Linked DNA regions of Ovis aries: region 1 is linked to region 2. A link is a contact called in public Hi-C data. All regions are on one chromosome and are shown on one strand. Each heading gives the region's core, a stretch centred on a gene start, on an enhancer-like site or on the middle of the called end of the contact. The rest is flanking DNA. Distances are from core to core; before and after follow the strand shown.

Region 1 (3,902 bases), core at 375-2,874, 120 kb after region 2:
TGTGTGCGCTCGTCTTCCTCTGTCTCTCCTGCAACCCCTTGGCCTCCCTGCTGGGTAGCCGGGGTCCTGCTGGCCCCTCCGACACCACCAGCATCAACCACCGTCCTGGGCGCAGCATGCTGGGTGCTGAGGGCAGAGGTAGGGTGGTAGGAGGGGGGCTCTCGCATATGTGGATCCCGTCCTGTGGGCTTGGGGCCCTGGATTTCCTGGGTGCCCAGCCTCTGTGTCCCCAGCTTCTGTCTGCCCCCAGATGGCCCTGGCTGGGCCCCGTGGCTGCTGCCCCCACTGGTCTGGCTGATGAATGGGCTGCTGGTGCTCTTCTCCTTGGCGCTTCTCTTTGTCTATGGAGAACCAGTCACTCGGCCCCACTCGCGCCCTGCCGTGCACTTCTGGAGGCATCGCAAGCAGGCCGACCTGGACCTGGCCAGGGTAAGTGGCCAGACCCTGGGGGATGGGAGCAGGCAAGGCTGGGACCCTGAGCAGTGCCTGGGAAGGTGCTGGGCATACCGTGGACCTCCCCTGTTCTCCCTACTCCTGTCTACCCCTCCAACTCCTGTGGACCCCTGGGGGCCCGGCCTGTGCTGCTGGGGATGGTGTGGTCCTCACGGGGGGCCCAAGATGGAGGAGTAGCACAGCCCCACGTTTCTTACCTGAAAACCCCTCACCCCCAGGGGGACTTTGCCCAGGCTGCCCAGCAGCTGTGGCTGGCCCTGCGGGCCTTGGGCCGGCCTCTGCCCACCTCCCACCTGGACCTGGCCTGCAGCCTGCTTTGGAGCCTCATCCGCCACCTGCTGCAGCGTCTCTGGGTGGGCCGCTGGCTGGCCGGCTGGGCAGGGGGCCTACGGAGGGACAGGGCCCTACAGGCAGACGCTCGCACCAGTGCCCGCGATGCGGCCCTCGTCTACCACAAGCTGCACCAGCTGCACACCATGGGTATGCGGGTGAGGGCTGGGCCCCTGGGGTCCTGCTGCCTCCACACCACCCTTGGCCTCACGCCCTCTTATCTTCCAGGGAAGTACTCAGGTGGGCACCTCGCTGCTGCCAACCTGGCGCTGAGTGCCCTGAACCTGGCCGAGTGTGCGGGAGATGCTGTGTCCGTGGCCACACTGGCTGAGATCTACGTGGCCGCCGCGCTCAGGGTCAAGGCCAGTCTGCCCCGGGCCTTGCATTTTCTGACAGTGAGTAGATGGTGACCAGTGGGGGCTCTGTGGGTGGGTGAGGGCTGCACAGAAAGGCACGTGGTTATGGGGGCGGCTGTGGGCCCTCTGGGGTCTCGGCCAGGGTTCAGTGTGATGGCCCATTCCCTCCTCAACAGCGCTTCTTCCTGAGCAGTGCCCGCCAGGCCTGCCTGGCACAGAGTGGCTCAGTGCCCCTTGCCATGCAGTGGCTCTGCCACCCTGTGGGCCACCGTTTCTTCGTGGATGGCAACTGGGCCCTGTGCAGCGCCCCGAGGGACAGCTTGTACAGCGTGGCTGGGAACCCAGGTGCCTTCTCACCCTGGGCCCTTCTCTGTGCCCACCCCTTTCCCCACAGCTGGCCGCCTCCTCCGTCCCCCGTTCCTATTCATCATGCCTATCCCTGGTCAGTGTCTTGTCCCTTGCCTCTCTGCTGTCCCTGCCCACCCTGGCCTGCTGCCCCGCCATCTGGTGTGGCTATGGGGATGTGCAGATGGGGACGCCAGTCTGGCTCTGTCTCAGCTGGGGCTCTTCAGAGGCAAACAGGAAGATAGGGGCAGGGGGCCAGGGGGCTGATTTGAGAGGTGCCAGACAACATCACCATGCAGTGAGGAGGGTGGGAAAGCGCGTGCATCCCAGGTGGGTTATCCTGTCCATTGGTGGGCGGAGTGTTTATCCACCAGCTTTCACTTGTCTCAGAGCCAGGCCCACCCGTGCCCAGAAAAGATCCCTAGTGCAGGGAGGTGCGTGTGCAAAGGAGGGGTTGGGGCCATTCTCGCCCCTCCACTCACCCACTCTTCTCTACAGTGGATCCCCTGGCCCAGGTGACTCAACTGTTCCGCGAACATCTGTTGGAGCGAGCACTGAATTGCGTGGCCCAGCCCAGCCCTAGCCCTGGATCAGCCGAGGGGGACAAGTGAGTGTCTCCATGCGCCTCAGCAGACCAGAGCCCCCTGCCCAGTGGAGCCTGTGGGTGGCCAGAGCCGGGCCACTGTGGCCTTAGGTGCATTTCGGTTCCTCTCTGGGCCTCAGATTCCCACCAGCCCGGCACGAGGGGACGGAGGCTCTTAGAGGAGCCAGGAGGCCAGGCTGTGCTGTGTGCGGAGGTGAGGACCTCTGCCAGCCATGTTGACCGCCTGTCCTCTCCTGCCACAGGGAGTTCTCAGATGCCCTCGGATACCTGCAGCTGCTGAACAGCTGTTCGGATATGGCCGGAGCTCCTGCCTGCAGCTTCTCCATCAGCTCCAGCATGGCTGCCACCCCCGGTGAGCTCCCCACCTGTGACGCCCTCAGCCCCAGTGCCAAGCAGCTCAGCCTCGGGGGCAGTGTGGCTGAGTTTCTGCCTCCTGTGCCCCCTTTGCAGGCACAGACCCGGTGGCCAAGTGGTGGGCCTCTCTGACAGCTGTGGTGACCCACTGGCTTCGGCGGGATGAGGAGGCAGCTGAGAGGCTGTACCCACTGGTGGAGCACCTGCCCCGTGCCCTGCAGGAGTCCGAGTGAGCACAGGCTGCATGCTCGTGCCCCACCCCCAACCCTGCCCCCAGCTTTGTTCTATGTCCTTGGGGTCCCGCCATGCTCTTCCCATGAATCCAGAACCAGGGCAGAGGGAGGTCCAACTATGACACCTCTATCTTGGCCCCAACAGGAAACCCCTGCCCAGGGCGGCTCTGCACTCCTTCAAGGCTGCCCGGGCCATCCTAGGCCGCGGGAAGGCTGAGTCTGGCCCAGCCAGCCTGGTGATGTGTGAGAAGGCCAGTGGGTACCTGCAGGACAGCCTGGCCACCACACCAGCTGACAGCTCCATTGACAAGGTAAGGGCTGGGGCCGGGGGCCTGGCCCGTCTCAGGGGCCTTGGCCTTTCCACTCCCTGGATGGTCCCCCTTGGGCTGCAGAAGACTGCAGGGTCAGCCAACAGCACAGGACGGGTGACCAGCCGGCCTTGCCTTCTGGCAAAGGCTTGGGTCCAGGGGAGAGTGGCTGCTCCCTCTGGCCTCAGTGTTGCCCCCCCAGGAGGAGGGTGGGGTGAACATGTGGCAGGGCCCTCCTTGGAGGCTGCCGCGCAGGCCGGTGGGGGTATGGGGGCCTGGAGAGCGGGCGGCCCCGCGGTGCATTGCTGTTGCATTGCATGTGTGAGGCAGGTGCAGTGCCTCGGCAGTGCAGCCCGGAGCCGGCCCCTGGCACCGCGGGCCCCCAGCCTTCTCTCCCACAGCCAGAGGCCCTGACCCCTGCCCTGCCCTGCCCTACCCACCACCCCCAGGCCATGCAGCTGCTCCTGTGTGACCTGCTCCTTGTGGCGCGCACCAGCCTCTGGCAGCAGCAGAAGCTGCCGGCACCCACCCAGGCCTCGCAGGGCCCTGGAGGTGGGGCCCAGGCCTCTGCCCTCGAGCTTCGTGGTTTCCAGAGGGACTTGAGTGGCCTGAGGCGTCTGGCACAGAATGTCCGGCCTGCCATGCGGAGGGTGAGTGCCCACGGGGCCCTGACTTGTGATGGGGACAGGCATGAGGTGTCTGAAGGGAGTGGTGACCTGAACCTCTCCTGGCCCCTCCTGCCCAGGTATTCCTACATGAAGCCACTGCCCGACTGATGGCAGGGGCCAGCCCAGCGCGGACACACCAGCTTCTGGACCGTAGCCTGAGGAGGAGGGTCGGCCCCTGCAAAGGAGGTGAGAAGGCAGGCTGGCCCAGGTGGGAAGGGTCACGGGCCAGGTGAAGGCTGCAGAGGGAGACC
Region 2 (4,038 bases), core at 352-2,851:
TGCAGGCCTGAGCAGATAGACAGGAGGAACAGTTTTCCAAGAAGGCAGAGAAGAAAGAGGATTAACCACTGCCGATCTCCTTGGGCCGGGAGGAAATGTCAAGTGTGCTCCCATCGACATGAGAGGAGTGAAGTGCAGGAAGGAGCTGGGACAGGTAAAGCTAAAGTTCCAAAGCCATTAGGAGCTGGCAGCAGGTTCTCAGAAATCCAGGTCAGATGGGGGGAGGAAATACCATATGAGAAATAAAAGTGGGTGAGTTACATTTCCTAGCATGAGTATCAGAGACTACAAAGGAAGCCCTGACATGTGGATCAAAGTTAAAAATACAGTAAGAGGGTCCCCTAGAGCCAGGAAGGAGGAGAACAGAGAGATGGGGAGGTCTGGGCAGACAGATGGACAGAACAGGAGTGGACTGGAAGTGGAAAGAGGGTGGGGAGTAGGGAGTGTCAAGAGTCTGAGCCAGGAAGAGACTATGGGTTGGGGGCTAGGAGATCAGCTTCTAACAGACTGTGAGGAGCCCACTTAGGATGTGAGTGCCCAGGCTAAGGAATGGGCCAGCAGTCCAGGTGGGATGGGGGCCCTCAGGTCCCGGGGCTGATGGAGAGAGGAGGCGGATGAAGCTCTGCCGGGGAGGAAACCCCCGGAGAAGGAGGCGGGTCCCAGGGCCTGGGGTTCATGGGACCGAGGAAAACGTGGGAGGCAGCAGGCACGTCTAGGGCCTGGGAGCGTCCAGAGTCAGAGGGAATCCCTGGAGAGTTTCCCGGACGGGGTCCGAGAGGGACTGAAAGAAAGACTGTTGCCGGGGCGACAGGCCACGGGGAGGCAGGGCCGGATCTGAGGCGGCCGGTCCCCGGCTCGGGCCCGCAGGGTTGGGGTGCGCCGGAGGGCCCCCGGCAGGCCCGGGCAGCAGGCCCGTCCGTGGCCGCGGGCCCCAGGGGGCGGCGGCGTGGCCCGGTCCGTGGACGTCTCGAGAGGCCGGGCCGCCGGCTCACCTGCAGCACTACCTCCACGTCGTACGAGTTCCCCTTGCTCTTCTGGTGGCCGCGGAACTTGGAGCCGCTGTAGAGCAGGCTGGTGGCCACGCCGGGCTGCTGCGTGTTGATAGGCGGCGGCGGGATGAGCGAGGCGGCGGAGGCGGCCGAGGCACCGGCCGGCGGGGGACACTCGGTGCGGACCGGCATCGCGGGGTCCCCCGGAGCCAGGGCTGGGGGAGGGGGAGGAACCGCCGCCGCCGCGCGGAAGCCGAGGGCAGACGGAGGAGAAGCCGGCGCGCGCGTAGGGCGGGAGGGGTCCACCCGCCGGCCGCAAGCAGATCGAGCGCTCCGGCCACCACCGGGACCCCGGGACCTGCGAGCAGGGCCTCCGGGTCCTGAGCGAACCCCCTCCCCGCCTGCGCTCGCACACACACCCCTTCCGATTGGCTCGGGCGCGCTGAGGGGCGGGATCAGGCTGGCTCGGCGATTCCGCCCATTGGCGGGCGGGGAAAGCACGTGGCGGGAGCCGAGGCCCTCTGGTACTTGTAGTCTTTTTCCCGAGGCGCGGCGCGGGGGCGGGGCCGGGGCGTTTGTGATGCTGATTGGCTGCGGCGTGCGCTGAGGCGCGCGGCGGCGGCGCGCTACGAGTGTCGTGCGCAACATGGCGGCGCCCCAAAAGGGAGAGGGTGCCGGCGACTGGTGAGGAGGTTTGTGGAGTTCGAGCACACGGCGTGTGGTCCCTCCGCTCCTTTTCCCCGAGCTCTGGTTTCGAGCGGTCGTTCTCTGAGGCCCCCGCGCGATGTGGAGGAGCTGCCTTCGGCTGCGGGATGGGGGGCGTCGCCTCCTGAACCGGCCCCGAAGTGGCCTCACCGCCTCCGAGGGGCTGGGGCGAAAGCCCCCTATCCCCTTCCGGGCCTACGTGCCCCCGGCAGGTGAGAGAGGCCAGGGCGGAGCAGGCTGAGGGGTCGGCCATGCAGGGTCACACGGTGGGAGGGAAGTTCCCCGCGAGGGCAGGGATCGCTCCAGGGCACACGCGCGTCGTTTCCTTTTGGCAGGTGCGGTTTTTCTCTCTTTCACTGGGGAAGCAGAGGTCATCCTTATTTTCAGGCGGGGAAATTCGACTTCTGGGTCGGGATTGCGCTAGAGGCGCGAAGCAGACTCAGAGGTTTGCGGGGCAAAGGCCAGTCTGCTAGGCTGCTTTCTGTGTCCCCGCGACCGGCACTGAAGGGGCCTGAAGCTCGGGCTTTAAGTCTTCCATCCCGGCCGCTTGCTCCACAGCTGTCCTGGCCCTGCCTCCTGCTGCCCTCCCAGAACACCTGCCACCTCTTCTAAGGAGTTGACACCCCGTGCCCCCTTCCTGCACTTCCGACTCGGATGAGGCTTTCTGTAGCGGATCTTTCTTACTCCTAGGCAAAGATTTTGGGATAAGAGTGGGACTGACTTTAAGTGAGTGAAGACAGTAACGCTTTCTTTCCTGCCAGTTAGTACTGTGCTGAAGGTGGGGGTGAGGAGAAGGTCACTGCGGTGTTGGAGCTGTTCCGAGGTCGCCCGTGTGGCCTCCAGTCCCCTACCAGCTGTCCCAGCCATCAGCTGCATAGAGAAGAAAGGTCTTCAGAGAGCCTGCCTGTCCAGCTGAGGAGTACACCGGTGAAGTCAAAGCTGGGGGTCTCTGCTTACAAGTTGTCTTGTCTGCACAAGTGGTTTAGCGTCTCATTGTCTGCCTCCTCTAAAGAGACAGCTTGTGCTGGATTGAGGGAGATGCTGTAGATAGGGAGGCCAGCCTGCCACCTGTTTTTGTAAATAGTTTTCCAGGAACCCAGGCCCGCTCATTCACTGACACACACCTAAGGCTGTTTTCACTACAGTGCAGAGTTGGCTGGTTGTGCCAGACACTGGATGGCCTGCAAAGCTTAAAACACTTTGGCTTTTTACAGAAAAAGTTTGCCAGCAGTGCTGTGGATGCTAGAGCGGTTTTGGGGAAAAGTGTTTAGTCATCTGGCCCGTTTATAGTAATTGCTGTGGTAGATACACTTGCCCTGAAGAATTTTAAAACAGCCTTACTGAGATGATGCATTTAGAATTCACTCACTTAGATTGTACAGTTTAATGGTCCCTAATGGCTCAGATGGTAAAGAATCCACCCTTGTTGCGGGAGACCTGGGTTCAATCCCTGGGTTGGGAAGATCCCCTGGAGGAAGGGCATGGCTACCCACTCCAGTATTCTTGCCTGGAGAATCCCTGTGGACAGAGGAGCCTGGCGGGTTACAGTCCATGGGGTTGCAGAGTCGGACATACTGAGCGACTAAGCACAGTATACTCAGAGTTCTGCTGCCATCAGTTCTGGAACCTTCTTATGACACCAAAGGATCCCTGTACCCATTAGCTGCCACTCTGAGTATCCCCCTGCCCCACCCCATCCCTCCAGCCCTAGACAACCACTACTTCACTCTCTATGAAGTCAAGTCGCTCAGCCGTGTCCGACTCTTTGCGACCCTGTGGACGGTCGCCTACCAGGCTCCTCCCTCCATGGGATTCTCCAGGCAAGAGTACTGGAGTGGGTTGCCATTTCCTTCTCCAGGGGGTCTTCCTGACCCAGGGATTGAACCGGGGTCTCCCGCATTGCAGGCAGATGCTTTAACCTGTGAGCCACCAGAGATCTGTATCTATAGATTTCCCTATTTTGGACATTTCATATAAATGGAATGTGGTCTTTTTCTCCATTTAGCGTATATCCAAGGTTCGTCCTGGCTTCCCTGGTGGCTCAGACGGTAAAGCATCTGCCTACAATGCAGGAGACCCTGGTTCGATCTCTGGGTCCGGAAGATCCTCTGGAGAAGGAAATGGCAACCCACTCCAGTACTCTTGCCTGGAAAATCCCATGGACGGAGGAGCCTGGTAGGCTACAGTCTACGGGGTTGCAAAGAGTCGGACACGACTGAGCACCTTCACTTTCACTTTCACAAGGTTTGTCCTAGAGTTAGCGCATGTCAGTACTTCATTCTTTTTCATAACTGGTAATATTCAGTTTTGGGGACACACCATGTCTTATTTACCCAGTCAGTCA

The links. A called contact is a pair of places that touch in the nucleus more often than the background predicts.
Region 1: a Hi-C map of hypothalamus shows a contact between it and region 2, with 3 times the contacts expected there. The contact joins the enhancer-like site here to the promoter of ATPAF2 in region 2. A contact is called at or near these places in 3 of 16 Hi-C or Micro-C datasets (hypothalamus, liver and muscle).

The regions. Positions count from the first base shown.
Region 1 is chr11:34,393,592-34,397,493 of ARS-UI_Ramb_v3.0, forward strand. It overlaps SREBF1 (sterol regulatory element binding transcription factor 1), which reads left to right. Exons shown (of 20, transcript XM_042255744.1): 9 at 1-138; 10 at 251-429; 11 at 672-933; 12 at 1,012-1,178; 13 at 1,316-1,484; 14 at 1,983-2,091; 15 at 2,331-2,440; 16 at 2,539-2,671; 17 at 2,821-2,986; 18 at 3,433-3,633; 19 at 3,729-3,837. Among named protein-coding and RNA genes, the nearest start is that of SREBF1, 13 kb to the left of the region's middle. Within about 2 kb of position 1,625, at least 8 of the 54 cell types and tissues checked have an H3K27ac peak or open chromatin away from gene starts, as enhancers often do. A contact at or near this core is called in hypothalamus, where this site is marked.
Region 2 is chr11:34,270,346-34,274,383 of ARS-UI_Ramb_v3.0, forward strand. It overlaps ATPAF2 (ATP synthase mitochondrial F1 complex assembly factor 2), which reads left to right and starts at 1,602. Exons shown (of 6, transcript XM_027974794.3): 1 at 1,602-1,906. The coding sequence starts at 1,774. It overlaps GID4 (GID complex subunit 4 homolog), which reads right to left and starts at 1,419. Exons shown (of 6, transcript XM_027974796.2): 1 at 993-1,419. The coding sequence starts at 1,181.